Regions from separate parts of the Sus scrofa genome. Here regions 1, 2, 3 and 5 are each linked to region 4. Evidence: chromatin contacts called from public Hi-C, HiChIP or PLAC-seq and promoter capture Hi-C data. All regions are on one chromosome and are shown on one strand. Each heading gives the region's core, a stretch centred on a gene start, on an enhancer-like site or on the middle of the called end of the contact. The rest is flanking DNA. Distances are from core to core; before and after follow the strand shown. Region 1 holds the start of GAPVD1 (GTPase-activating protein and VPS9 domain-containing protein 1). Region 2 holds the start of OLFML2A (olfactomedin like 2A). Region 3 holds the start of PPP6C (protein phosphatase 6 catalytic subunit). Region 4 holds the start of GOLGA1 (golgin subfamily A member 1). Region 5 holds the start of SCAI (protein SCAI).

Evidence for each region. Promoter capture Hi-C pulls out the DNA fragments that hold promoters and counts their contacts. A called contact is a pair of places that touch in the nucleus more often than the background predicts. HiChIP or PLAC-seq counts read pairs in DNA pulled down with a chosen protein or histone mark.
Region 1: an H3K27ac HiChIP or PLAC-seq map of skeletal muscle shows a contact between it and region 4, with 4 times the contacts expected there. The contact joins the promoter of GAPVD1 here to the promoter of GOLGA1 in region 4. A contact is called at or near these places in 1 of 5 promoter capture datasets (liver) and 2 of 2 datasets of contacts at active chromatin or transcription factors (alveolar macrophages and skeletal muscle).
Region 2: a contact with region 4 is called in a Hi-C map of retroperitoneal adipose tissue, with 1.7 times the contacts expected there. The contact joins the promoter of OLFML2A here to the promoter of GOLGA1 in region 4. A contact is called at or near these places in 3 of 47 Hi-C or Micro-C datasets (heart right ventricle, liver and retroperitoneal adipose tissue) and 1 of 2 datasets of contacts at active chromatin or transcription factors (alveolar macrophages).
Region 3: a promoter capture Hi-C map of fetal liver shows a contact between it and region 4, with 2.3 times the contacts expected there. The contact joins the promoter of PPP6C here to the promoter of GOLGA1 in region 4. A contact is called at or near these places in 2 of 5 promoter capture datasets (fetal liver and liver) and 1 of 2 datasets of contacts at active chromatin or transcription factors (alveolar macrophages).
Region 5: a contact with region 4 is called in a Hi-C map of embryonic fibroblasts, with 4 times the contacts expected there. The contact joins the promoter of SCAI here to the promoter of GOLGA1 in region 4. A contact is called at or near these places in 3 of 5 promoter capture datasets (fetal liver, fetal skeletal muscle and liver), 9 of 47 Hi-C or Micro-C datasets (alveolar macrophages, embryonic fibroblasts, fetal heart ventricle and 5 more) and 1 of 2 datasets of contacts at active chromatin or transcription factors (alveolar macrophages).

What each region holds. Positions count from the first base shown.
Region 1 is chr1:265,946,785-265,949,484 of Sscrofa11.1, reverse strand. GAPVD1 (GTPase-activating protein and VPS9 domain-containing protein 1) reads right to left here and starts at 1,417. Exons shown (of 29, transcript XM_021068637.1): 1 at 1,259-1,417.
Region 2 is chr1:265,576,495-265,579,194 of Sscrofa11.1, reverse strand. It overlaps OLFML2A (olfactomedin like 2A), which reads right to left and starts at 1,390. Exons shown (of 8, transcript NM_001258360.1): 1 at 1,286-1,390. The coding sequence starts at 1,390.
Region 3 is chr1:265,896,836-265,899,535 of Sscrofa11.1, reverse strand. PPP6C (protein phosphatase 6 catalytic subunit) reads left to right here and starts at 1,390. Exons shown (of 7, transcript NM_001244404.1): 1 at 1,390-1,562. The coding sequence starts at 1,488. It also overlaps a transcript of RABEPK not described here.
Region 4 is chr1:265,704,578-265,707,277 of Sscrofa11.1, reverse strand. It overlaps GOLGA1 (golgin subfamily A member 1), which reads left to right and starts at 1,371. Exons shown (of 23, transcript XM_005654558.3): 1 at 1,371-1,524; 2 at 2,320-2,369.
Region 5 is chr1:265,865,767-265,868,466 of Sscrofa11.1, reverse strand. It overlaps SCAI (protein SCAI), which reads left to right and starts at 1,368. Exons shown (of 18, transcript XM_021068616.1): 1 at 1,368-1,531; 2 at 2,250-2,294. The coding sequence starts at 1,479.

The DNA.
Region 1 (2,700 bases), core at 168-2,667, 240 kb before region 4:
GCAGACTTATACATCCCCAAAACTTATTTCTGCTTCAGGAGTTCTTAATCTTTTTCTGCCATGGATCTCTTTGGCAATCTGGTGAGGCCAATGGACCCCTTTTCAGATTGCTTTTAAATGCAAAATTAAGTAAATGCAACTACAAAAGAAATTAATTATACTGAACTATTAGCAAAACAATGAAAAACCCAAATACTGTGATGTATGCGCAGCTTTATTATCTCATTAAATAACAAGAACTAACAATGGGTCTAAAAATACCATAATTCAGAGAAATTATAAACATATATGATATTCTGAGATACCTGCAGCTGTAAACATGACACAAAAATATCTGCAAGAAAGTCACAGGCATTACTACAACTACTGTGATTTGTTGCCTATATTCCTAACTGAAGGAAATGACAATAGCTAAATAATAAAAATAAAGATGTAATTTTATTCCCTATTCTAGTTCAAGGACCCTCTGAATTCTATCCACCAATTGGTGAATCTCAGGTTGAAAATCATTTCTAGTTCAAAGCCTTGCTCAAACTGATTTCTGTCACAAAATTTAACATCAAAACATTGATTTCTCCTTTGACCAAGCTCTCATCTGAACATATCACCATGCCTCCTCGTTTGTGCAGATTTATACACACAACCCTGCTTATTTCTCTGATTTGCCTAACCAGCACCCTACTTAAATTTCGTCAGTCAGTAAAAGGCGAAGTGGAAGGAAAGGAGATGGGAGCAACCAACAGCTCCTCGTTACGGACCTCCAACAGGAAGTGGAAAGATGCCAAGTATGGAGTGTATGTTTACCGTAGGTGGACAGCCCCCCACGACTCGTCCCCTGAGTCCAGCCTGTCAAGAGTCTCCGAAGCAAGCCGTCTTCACCAGCGGCACTCAGGAGACATTCCACCTCCTCCCCGCCTCCCATACTCAGTTCTCTAGCTGCCAGGTCGCTCGCCTCTGGCCCTCACACGGAGCCGCCCGGCGGTCCTCCTGTCCCTTACCATCCCATCCCCCACGCGCCCCTCCCTCTCCTCCGCCCCAGGCTGTCCCGGCCCCGCGCGCCGCCACATCTCTCCCCTAGACCTACCCGTGTCCCCCCACCCCCATTCTCCCGACACTGGAGGGAAGGGCCCAGGGCCCAAGGGTCAGCGGGACCCGGCGGCCCGCCGTCAGGCGCAGACTGCGGCCCTAGGCCGGAGCAGCACGGCCGCCAGGCAAGGAGCTCGCACTCCGCACGGGGTGATCGGAGGCGTGCACTCACCCAGAAGATCGTGCAGAGAAAGGCACCGAGGTCTGCGCCGTCCTGCCACTCGGCCTCGGAACCGTCGCCCTCGCCGCGAACTGCCACCGCCGCTGCCGCCGCCGCCACTTGGCTTCCCTGCGTCCTGCGGCGGCGCTGCCGCCACGCCAAGGCGCGTGCGCTGCGCCGCGGGGACCCCTGGGACTGGTAGTTCGGGACCCGGCAGCCAGGGGTGCCTCTTCCGCTTTTTCCAGACAGTCGGCTGCGAGCTGGCGCTGTCTCGGTCGGCTGGGGTACCAAGCGACGGCTTCCGGAAAATTGTTCGTCACACGACGGACCTTGCTTCCGCATACGGTTCTGCTGGATGTGAAAAATTCGTCTGAGCAAGTATGTATAAAGTAAAACAATTTAGAGCATTTATGTTTTAAATAACAGCTGTCACTTGCCTAGAACGCATCATTCGAAACACACACACACACCCCTCCTTTTCCTTTCTGTTAAAAGGGTCATGAATTGCCTTTAGCGATATCTGAATTTTCACTTTTAAACCTGATTTCCCACTCCTTTTCTCAAATTTTACTGATTGTAATCTTGCCCATAGAGTTTTTTTAGGTCGATTGACAATTTATCTAAAACAAAATTGTTTGCAAAAAGCAATTCAGAGATATTCAAATATCAAGTTAACTGAGCTGAGCAGTCATAGAAACCTTACAGTTGGAAGACATTTGAAGGTCATTAGTCCAACACCCGCCGGGGCAGGAATTCCGTTTTGTACATTCCAAGACAGATGGTCATCCAACTTACATTTCAACAGGTCAGATTTCAAGGAGCTCACTTCCTTAAGTAAGGCAGCCTGCTCCATCGTTGGAGAGCTTTAAATGTTAGTAAGTTCTGCCTCCTGCTGAACCAAAATCTACTTCCCTTTTACTTCCTTCCACTGCTAGTGGTTATGCTGCCTGGAGCAATATAGAACATTTTCCACTTGACAGCCCGTACAAAAATTGAACACAAAGATTATATCCGCCAACGCTAGGCATCTCCAAGCAGTTTTCCAACAATTTCAAATGTGATTCAGCTCCCAGACTGCTTTCCATTTAGTCATCCTCCTTGATGTATTACCTTTAAAACTTGTCAAAATCTGCATCAGATTTATCACCTCATTTTATTACCACGAGAATGGTAATAAAATGGTTCAGCAGGTTAAGAAGCCCAGATAGTGTCTATGAGGATGCAGGTTTAATCCCTGGGCTTGCTTGGTGGTTTAAGGATCTGGCATTGCTGCCAGCTGCAGTACAGGTCGCAGATGCAGCTTGGATTTGGCATTGCTGTGGCTGTTGTGTGCTGGTGCTGCAGCTCCAATTTGACTCCTAGCACAGGAACTTCCATATTTTGCAAGTGTGACCATAAAAAGAAGAAAAAAAAAAAAAAAAGAACATTCTTTGGTAAGCTGGTCAGGTATAATT
Region 2 (2,700 bases), core at 141-2,640, 130 kb after region 4:
GTAAAATGGGAATGATCATCATTGCCTCCTTGTCTGTGAAACACAGGGTAAGGTCTACAGTTCACTTGTTTGCATACCAGGTCTGCCAGTGACCACTGCTCATATACCTACCATGCGGCTAGTGGCCTCTGCCCTTTACCTGCCTGTGCACAGGGCAGCCTCACCTTGTACCCAGGAAAGAGGTTTAGAAACATCCAGAGAAGTCATTCTTGTTCTCATGTTCTACCAGCAGGGCCCTACCTTCCTCCTGTCTCTCACTTTTCCCCAGTCGTGACCCACTCCTCACTGCGTCACTTCCAGAACATCCTTAAGGGGTCCCTGTTCTGACTGACCTAAGTTCTTCCCCTCTCTACTTTCTGGATCTCATTCCCTTTTGGGGTCTCTGTGGTAAGATTTCAAAATTACAGTATCATTTAGTGGGCACCTGCTATGTGCCAGAGGGGCGCTAAGGATTTTCCAGGCCTGATCTCACTAATCTAGGAATCGTCAACAGCAGGGAGTGAGAACTATGTTATTACTCCCATATTTATAGGTGGGGAAATTGGAAGCTCAGAGAGGTAAAGGCCCAAGGTCACCCAGCGGAGAGGTGAAGGTGAGATTTGAACCCAAATCTGCTTGACACCAGAGCAGATCTTTTTAGCCACAACTGAGAGCTGAGAACAGCTCAGTCGCTTCTGGAGACAAGGTGCATCAGATCCCTGGCAGGAACACAAGAAGTCAGGAGAGAGGCCAACCCAGCAGGGGTCACTGGGAAAGAACTCTGGGTCCCCAGCACGGCCTGAAAACCTTGGCCCAGGGCCTGCTGCAAACCTAGGATGGCTGGGTGCCAGTGACCCAGGGTCTGTCCCACGTAGGTGCGCGGCCTCTGGAAACTCGGAGCCAGGTCTCCAGGCTGCCCCTGCCCAACGCTCCTAGGAATTCCCTCCCTAGTCTGGGGGGGGGGGTGCATCTCCAGGTCTGTGCCCCCTCCAAGCTCCCAGCGCCCTTCTCACTGGCCTGGGGTTTCAGTGCTGACGTTCCCCGCATGGACTGGGTCCCAGCGCCCCTTCCTGAGGCTCCGGTTCCCAAGGACCCCTGCCATCTCCAGCGCTTCCTCCCCCACGCGCTCCTCTCCAGAAGCCCTAGCCCCTGCGGCCTCCCTGCGGCCTCTTCTAAGTCCCATCTCCGCTCTCCGGGTCCTCTGTTCCCGGCCCCGACACAGTGCTTGGCTCGTACCCCCAGCCACAGCGCCCCCTCGCGCCCAGTTCTCCGCGGAGCGGCGCCGGAGTCGGAGCGAAGCGCCTACCTTACTGTCGGCGCGCACCGGGCCGGCGCGCAGCAGCAGCAGAGGCAGCAAGAGCAGAGGCAGTGGCCCCGGTCCAGGCCGGAGCGGGACGGCGGCCGCGGTCATGGCGGGACGGGCACGGCGGGCACGAACAGCGGGCGCGGACACTGGGAAGCGCGGGCCGCACTGCGAGCTCTGTGCCGCCGGCAGCTCTACCCGCCCGGCGCGCCCCCAGTCCGCCCGCCGCTCCCCGCCCCGCGCCCCTGGGGGCGGAGCTAGGTTGGAGGGGGGCACCCCACCCCGCCCGACCCGGCTCGCTCTTAGCCGGGCCTCTTTGCCACTGGGCGGCTCTCCAAAGGGCATCCCCGCAAGGACACAAAAAAAGGTTCTTGTTCGGATCCCGCAGGAGCAGCGGGGGCAGTAAGAGCAGCACGGGCTCCCCACACCCACCGCAGTCCTGTCTGTGAGATGTGGGACCTTGGGCGAGTCTCTTCATCTCTTTGAACTTCAGTTTCCTTATCTGTAAAGCGGGGGAAAGTATGGTTTCCTTTTGGAGCTGGCTGTAAAATTCAGATGAGTGATGGGTAGGCGAGACTTTGAATCTCCAAATACCGCGGCCGTGCCAGCTCTACCCTTCTCACGGATCAGACCCTTGTCTCCTGCATGTTCCCGTTCTTCCTCCCTCTGAGATCCCTCCCATCAATCCCCAACTAAACTCCGGTAGCTCCAACCCTTTAAACACCCTCCGCATCCTCCTGAAGAAACGCCTCGTTTCTCCGCTTCCTAGGCAGCAAAAGTTTCCGGAGGAGCGGTCTGTGGCTGCCGCTCCTCAAATTCCCTGCCCTCCCCTCGCTCCAGGGACCTTCGGTCTCACTATGGAAATGCCTAGTTGGAGTCTCTGGGACCTCCTGTAACTGAAATCAAAGCGGCATCCCTCTACCCTCTCAGAATCGACAGCTCTTTAGCACACCCCCTTCTCCAACTCGCTCGATGCCTGCCCCCTTGTATCCATTTCAGACCCCTTGGCCACTTTTGCAGGTCCTGATACCAAGGCATGCCATTGCGGGGCGGGGGTGGGGTGGTCCCGCGCTTCTTCCCTCTCCACAAAGTCTCCATGGATTACTCCTCCCCTGAGCCCAGGAAGGCTCCTCCTGTGTGTGTTTTGGCTGTTCAGCCGCTCAAAAAGGAGCCCTCACGTGTGATCCTCAATTGTCGCCACCTTCCACTCCTACCCCATCCCTCCCCTCCAGCACTTCCCCTCACAAGGTCCCCCACCCTCTTCATTTTCCTCACAGAACTGGTCACTTTATGAACTATAGTGTTGGTGTTTCTTTGTGTCTATTCATGCCTTCCCTTGTGGGAGCGAAATAAGGCTACAAGGCTTTGTCCATGGGTGGCTAGCCCAGTGGGCTCAAAGTGTGGTCCCTGGACCAGCA
Region 3 (2,700 bases), core at 141-2,640, 190 kb before region 4:
CACAGCTCACGGCAATGCCGCATCTTTAACCCACTGAGCAAGGCCAGGGATTGAACCTGCAACATCATGTTCCTAGTTGGATTCGTTAACCACTGAGCCATGATGGGAACTCCTCATCCACCTCTTTATTGATTCTTAAATATGCATTGCTAGAACTCCCTTACTCGGCTTTTTTTTTTTTTTTCCCCAGCACCTACCACTTTCTAATATACTCTACGGTTATTTACTATAGTTATTATTTACTGTCTCCTTTACTAGAATATAGCTACAGTTAGAGGATAGGGATCTTTGTTTTGCCTGCTGAATACCCCAAGCATAACTGTACTTGGCATTTAGTTAAGTGTTCAATTAATAGCTGTTGAGTGGGAGTTCCTGTGTGGCTCAGCCTAGGGTAAGGAACTCAACTAGTATCCATGAGGATGCAGAATTGATCCCTGGCCTCGCTCAGTGGGTTAAGGATCTGGCATTGCCCTGAGCCCTGGTGTAGGTCGAAAATGTGGCTGGGATCCCAAGTGGCTGTGAGGTAGGCCGGCAGCTGCAGCTCTGATTTGACCCCTAGCCTGGCAACTTCCATATGCCAAAGGTGAGGCCCTAAAAAAAAAGAAAAAGAAAAAGAAAAAGAAAAAAAGCTGTTGAGTGAAGAAATGTTGAAAGTATACTAAGTGCCAGGCTCTGTTTTTGGTGCTGAGAGTACAACAACAACAAAAAACCTCTCAGCTCTCGTGGGACTGAAGTAGACTTAAACCAACCAGACCTATTCCAATCTTGGCTTCCCGACTATTCCCTATTGAGATCAGATTAAGAGTTACATAACCTCTCTGAGCCTTCCTTTCCTATCACTTGTTATGAGGATTACACGGAAAAACAGCATTTGTATAACGATTAGCATAAGAAGTGCTTAGTATTTGGTCCTTTTCTTTCCAGCCTGGAAAGTTGGTAACCTATCTGTCAAGGGTTCAGCCAAGGTTTTCACAGGGCCTTGGAAAGGTGCGAATAGGTTGCTACGATGGCCAGGCTTATCCAATTTTTAACTGAAGACATTCTGGTGAGAGAATGCTTAAGAAGGTCGGCGTGAGAAACTAGGGAATGGCTAGGTAGAGTCACCTACTTCGCTGTTTTGTACCGGAAAAGCCTCGCTGGGTTCCGCAGAGGTGAAAGTCCAGAGGAAGAAAAGAAAAAGAAGACTGTTTGGTACTTTGGAAAACTACAAATCCCAGCAACCCCCGCGGCAGACCACTAAGGGTCTCAGCCGGTCTTGCTCTATGCAAACTGGGGGCCTCTAAGGGCCCGCAACCTGGTTTTAGCCGGCGAGGGCGTGGGGCGTGCCAAGGCAGCGGGGAAAATCGGGTCAAACTTTACGCCGCTGCGCAGACGCCTCTCACAGGCCGGATGTGACGTAGGGAGGGTTCCGGCTTCGGCCTCCGCCGCTGCCGCAGCTAGTAAAGCCGCCGATATCGCCGCCGCTGTCGGGGCTTGTTATTTCTAAAATGGCGCCCCTGGACTTGGACAAGTATGTGGAGATAGCGCGTCTATGCAAGTACCTGCCCGAGAACGACCTGAAGGTGAGCCCGGCCGAGGCGGGAACGCTGCTTTCGGGGCTTGTCCCTTCCGGCAGTGGGGCGCCCGCCGGCCCGCCCTTCCTCTCTCCGCGGGACCCCCGGCGGGATCCTGTCCCGTCACGGTGGAAGGCCTAAAGCGGTGCAGAGGGACCCGGTCCGACTGGACGTCACGCGGGGAGAGGAGGGGAGCCCGAGTCTGCCGAATGCTGTCCCGGTTCCCTCCGCGGGGTTCCCGAGGGATGTGTCACGGCCTCTGCCCCAGAGTTGCCGCTCCTGGCCTTGGGGCTGCCCCAGGGCACCGAGCCCTAACAGCTTTGCTTGCAAGACCCCCTTTCCTTCAGCTCGACCCCCGGTCTTCCGGAGTCCGAGCCGGGCCCCCGCGGGGAGTGGCCTGGGTTCATTCCTCCAGGAGCGGGACGGGAACGCGGGGTGCCGGCGTCTGACAGGAGATGCCGCCGGCCGCCGGCACGCGGCCCCAGTGTGTTTCTTTCCCTGAGAAATGAGGGTGGGAAAGGGCTGATGGGGGTCCGAGCGGTTTGATGGTGATGCGAGAGGACGTCAAGTCGTCCCTCTTCCGGACCGCTCACTTCTCCCGGTTGCTTTTTAGGAGTGTTGGTCTTCTTTCGCTAATTACAATATGACCCTGTTTTCGAGTACACTGTTGAGCTAATTTATGTGCATAAAGTAGTGGGCTCTCGATAAATATACTTTTCTGTCCTTTAAGGTGTTTCCCCCAAGTCCCTTCTTAGCTCTTTTCGTTTTCTTGGTTTTTCAAAGGAGATGAGTCGTTCCTTGTACTGCCGAGTCCGGGTAACAATAAATGTGTGTTTGGGTAAAGAAATGAGTGGAAGAATAAAGAGAGATAAGTCTTTGGGATACTGCTTTTTAGACAGGTGTTGCAATGCGTTTGTTAAAACCAGTGCTCAAGCGTCTAGCAGTGTTTGAGCCATTAGTACTAGCGCATGTTTTATGTGTTAAGCTAACCTTGATTTGATGTGTGGAGCATGCACAAACTGTTGATACTTTTGAGTCCTTTTTATTCTTGAAGCTCTGGGTTTAACGTAATTTATTATTGTCCATTAACTTTTTTTCCCCTTAAGGAAGATATTACTGGTTTTTTCTTTTCCTCATAGATACTGGT
Region 4 (2,700 bases), core at 122-2,621:
GATTACAGAATATTTGATTTTTGTTGTCAGTGTATTGAAGACATTTTTGCATTGATAAATGTTCTCTAGGAATGTGATTACATTCATCAGGTGTGAACTCTTGTAAAAATAAATTTTGTATCTTGAATTCCCGTATATATTAAGTGTATCATCAATATAAAAATAAACATTATTTGCTTAAAGTTTTTGTACTTCTTCAGAATTGTTGACAATATAAATATTAAACTGATGGGGCTTACTTCTTTCAGATAATACCTTGGATACTTCAGTCTTGGGGTTGTGGATTCCATGCGCGTCTTTTAGTTTGTAAATTTCTTCTGGGTCCTAGTTACGGTCTTTTTCCCTGCCCTCCTCCTGGTGGTCATAACTGGCACAGGCGGGGTGAGGGATTGTTTCGGGGGATCGGGTGGAAGTTCCTAGCCCTCAGGCTGGTGGTGTTGGATTTGGGCAATAACACATGCAACTTCAACGTGGAATGGCCGGCTTGGTTGGCACCGAGCATTCCGGAGACTCGACGTAGGCTACCAATTTGTACCGTGATACAAGGCAGTTTTACCTCCCTGCATTTTCTTCATCTGTCAAAAGTTGGAGGCCCATTAGTGGACTGAGAAATGAATGTGATGGGCTACCGCCTGCGTGTTTTTCTAAAGAAATGCGATGTCTCACCGTGCACTATGTAATAAGGGTATGATTCTCCAAACTTCTTTCACTGATACGTTATATGTCCTGGATTGCAGTATAAAATGTATAACCTGAGAGTTCTCTTGTGGCGCCCAGCGGGTTAAGGACCCAGCGCTGTCACTGCTGTGGTGTGGGTTCGATCCCTGGCCCAAGAACCTGCACGTGCCAAAAAATTTTAAGAATTAAAAGCAAAATGTATAAACTACAGTACGTCACAGGCACAAAACACCGGTTACATGGCGCGAGTTCTCAGTAGTACTTTATGGAGTCACAGCTTCTTGCAAGTGGCGAGGTGACTGTGTAGGGTGCAGAGGGATTGGGATGCAGGGAGAGGAATAAAAATTCTGTGCTGGCCCAGCATCACCACGGCCGGTGGGTCTCCATGCGGTTCAGCACAGGCTGCCCCCCCCTCAACAACTGCCTTCTTTCTCTTTGGCAACAGGCTCCTCCCACTTCCCCGGCTCCGCATCGCCCCCTTTCGAGGGACAAGAAAAAAAAGGAAACACTTCGGCCGCTCAGTCCTCCTACGCGGTCAGGCAGCTAGCTGACGTGGCGAACCTGCCTGAGGGAGCGCCGGGTCCCGCGCCCTCAAGCGGCTCGGGGCAAACTGCCACCCCGAAGCTCAAGCAGCTGCCGCGAAGGCTGCGCTCAGGCGCATGCGCGCGGTGGGAGGGCTGCGCGCGGTGGGCCTGCCCCGCGCGCAGCCACTTCCGGCGCGCGGGTGGAAGTGAGGTTCCGGGTCGCTGCCGTGCTCGCCGGCCGGTCGTGGGGGCTGGTGACGGGGGCCGGCGTTCACTAGAGGGCCCGGAGGCGGGGCTCTGCCGGCTGCCCAGAGAGCGGCAGGTGCGCGGGCGGGGGCAGGAGATGCAAGCAGGCCCCTCATTCTCCTGCTTGCTTCCGTGCGCCCCCAGAGCGGCCCTGACTGGGTTACTCCTGACCCAAGCCGGGGGCAGTACTGGGGTGCCGAAAGGGCGAGGGTAGGGGCCGAAGCGGGCTCCCCGGCCTGGGAATTTGGAGCCTAGGGGTCCGGAATTCCCGCCTGCGCGACCTCGGGCAAATCACTCTTCCGTGATTCTGAGTTTCCCTGCTGTCAAATTGGAGAGACTTTGGGTCCCTCCCTTCTTTGACAGTCCACGTACAGGCGGGTCTGGAAGGAGCCTGAGTGAGTGAGTGGAAACTACCGTGGCAGATGGCTGGCCTTTGGGTCTTAGACAGCTGTCTCTTACCCAACTTAGCCGTCTCTTTTCTTGGCGACTTTCTTAGTTCGAGTCAAGGCTTTGGGTCTAGCCAGGTAACGACAGTCAGGATCTATTGAGAATTTATTACTGGCCATGGGTAACCTTAATCTCATTCGGATTGTTTTGCTCAGGGCTCCCGAGGCGAAGTGAATTTCGCCACTTACTACAGTGAGTTTCAGTTCTTTGGCCTGTCAATGAAGCTTTTAGGCAAATCACAAATGCAAAGACCAGGGAGAGGGAGAGGAGACCACTGAGGATTGCGACAGTGGCAGCTTTTTCTCTCCCCCTCACCTAAATCCTTCCTCCTTCCTCTTCCTCTACCCTCGCCTGACCCCTCCTCAACATTTTGGCCTTACACTTGAGGAAATATCCAATGCGGTTTATTTTTGTTTTCATGCAGGACAGAGAGCTTTGACCTCCAAGCTGTTTTAAGTCTAGTAGATAAGCCAGGTGAGTAGCTGGTTTTCAGTATTGAAGGTAAAAGTTTTTGAAGACTCGTAAAGACTTAAATGGATGCTCTGAAGTGGTAAGAAGTCATTGGTAGATTTTAGAGCAGTGCTTAGGTATCCTCCACAAAATATCAAAAGTTAAGGTTGGAGCCAGAATGTTAATGTAGCATACACGTTAGGAGGGAAAGATGTTTGAACCTCATGGTGAATATTATGTAAAACATTCTGAAGAAAAGAAACCTACTCGAGGTAATTTGAATCACCCTTAAAAGAGAACCACACAGCACTTCCAGGAAACATTTAAGGCTATCTGATACCTGTACAGTATAGTT
Region 5 (2,700 bases), core at 119-2,618, 160 kb before region 4:
GGTGGATATTGTTGGTTGGGATTGAGGCTATTTGTGGTTCTGTAATTTTAGGATTATGTAAAATATTGGGGAGCCAACAGATGTTCAACCTTTTTTTTCCCCCGTCAAAGCCATTTTAGAAGTCCTATTATAGTTTACTATTTCATAGAAGGAAGGTCAGTTTTAACATCAAAAGATGTAAAAAGAGCCATCGCAGAGGACATCCCTTTATACCAAATAAATTTGGCTTTATGAAAAGCAGTCTCATTTTTGCCATTTGTGAAGATCAGTAAGAGACTTGTCCCCAACTTTTTGGTGTGTACAACTCGAAGACGTCACATTTTTGACGTGTAAAAGTGTGTTCTAATAAAACATGAGCTTAAAAGAAAGTTTTATGCCTCCTTCCAGCTCCAAAAAGATACCAAAGATCTACAGAACAAAAATCCCAGGGGAATGCAGAAAGGCTGAAGGAGATTCCACTTTAGAGGAAGAATTTTGTACATATGTTAATCAGTTATGTCTTATTTTCAAGGGTGGCCTTGTTAAAGTAGAAAAAAGCTAACTGATGTATTATGTTTATGTGCTGGTAGTCTTGCAGGCTTAGGTCTGTCAACACTAAAAATGCAAGGGAATTTTAAAAAATTGATTAGCTGGAGTAGAAGTCACAATCTGCAGTATCATTGGACAGTTAGCAACACATTCTATTTCGGCCTCTGAAAACGGTACACATTGTTATTGCTAACTGCATCAATTCTGTTTGAAGGGTTGATTTTCCTTTCTTGGTAATTAAAAAAAAAATCTCTTGCTTTTTTGGACGCCTGCACCCATGCTTGTTATCTCTTATACAGAGAATTGAGCATTTAACCCACGCTTCATTTTGATAGATTTTTAAGTTTTCTTTCTGGATCCTCTAGGAAGGGTATGGTATCTGAGCTCTGACCATTTCACCATGATGTAGTCAGGAACTGGATACGAGATGGTTCAAAATGAAGCTCATTTTGGAGACTCACCTCATTGTCACACCTGCCAGAGGCGTTTGGGAAATTGCAGCGCTTGGCTGTTGGTCCTGGCCTGGTTGCAGTGGAGGGGGTGCCAGCAGGTGTGTGGGATGCAGGACTCTGAGCCAGGAAAACCTGCCCGCAGGTGTCTGGGCGCCGGAGATGCAGTTTCTACTTTAGGCCGCACGGTGGCGCTTAGGTCTCCCCGGCCCTGCTAGCAGTCTCTAAGGCACCTCCGCCGCCACCTGCAGTCTCAACCAAACTCTAGGCGGTGGGATGTGACAGCCCGAGCGTCCAATCGGCCGCCAGGCTCTCGGCCACACTACGGCTCTAGCCAGTGGGAGCCGAGGAGAGGCGCGGAGGAGGCGGGCCCCGCCGCAAGCCTGGCAGAGGCGCGAGGCCCTCCTCCCGCCTCTCCGCCTACTCCAGCCTCCGCCGCCTCAGCTACCCGAGCGAGCCCTGCGGCCGCCGGAGCAGCTCCCGCGGCGGAGCAGGAGCCGGATGGTCAGAGGAGCCCGGCAGCCCCAGCAGCCGCGGAGTCGCCTGGCCCCTAGGTGGGGCGGGGCTGGGAGGAGGTCGGGGTTGGGGATGCGGTGGGGGCGCGGGAGCGGGCCCAGGGGCAGCAGCTCGCGCCGTGAAGCGTTCGGGGCGCCGAGACTGGAGGGGCGGGGGGTTCAGGCTGCGGGGAATTCGGGAGAAGCTTCGGGGCGGCGGAACGACTGGGCGGCGATCGCATCTTCTAGGCCGGATGAGAGGGGCGTGTAAGGGAAGGGGCGCCGAGGGGTGAGACTGGGGGCGCTGGGCCGGGAGGGGCAGGGCGCGCGCAGCCGGCGGAGGGGCCATGGAATGCGGGGTGCGCGGGGCCTGGAGGGGCGGGGCTCGGAGGGGCAGTGCATGGTCGAGAGCGGGTGGGCACGGGAAAGGGGAAGCCCGAGGGGCTTGCGGGGGTGATGAGGCAGACAATGAGTGGGTGGTGGTGGATGGTTTTGGGGAGCTGGGCTGTGACGAATAGGATCTGAGGATGGAGTGAGAGACCAGGAGGCAAAGCAGGGTTTGGGCTAAACAGACGTTAGGGGAACAGTGTATCCCAGGATTGCTTGGTCTCGGTAAATAGGGGAAGCGGAGCATAAGGCATTTGTCAAGTCAGGTATGGGTTTAGCGAGCCTGTAGTTCTGGAGGGTGGTGCATTGAGTTCTTGACTGGCACAGTAGGGCCCGCAGATGTGTCCTGGTATGTTACTTTTAGTTACCATCTTCTCTGTTTGGTCTGTAGACTGACTGGCACAGTGGAGAAACCACCTCGAAAACGGAAAAGCAGGTAAGGCAAAATACCTTCCTAATTTTGCTCTGTGTTTTTCCATTTGCTTCGCTGCACCTATGCTATACTGCATAATTATACACTGTCAGTAGATGAAGTTTTTTATTTAGCTCCTTTCTTAATGAATATAACTCTCTGCAAGCTCTCTCTTTTGAGGACTTCAAAGTACTACCTGTACACTTTTTTTGGTATCCAAGACTATGTGGGGAAGAGATGTAGGTAATTGAGAAGACCTCGTGTTTTTTTCCCTTTAGCCATGACTTCAGCTTCTCCACCAGCTTTCATTAAAAAGCTCATGTTTATTAAACATCTGCTATGTGCCAGGTACGAAGTGTGGGTGCTTATTTGTATTCTGTAATCCTCGAAGCACCCCCTCAAGGAAGTATGTACAATTGTCACTGTTTTT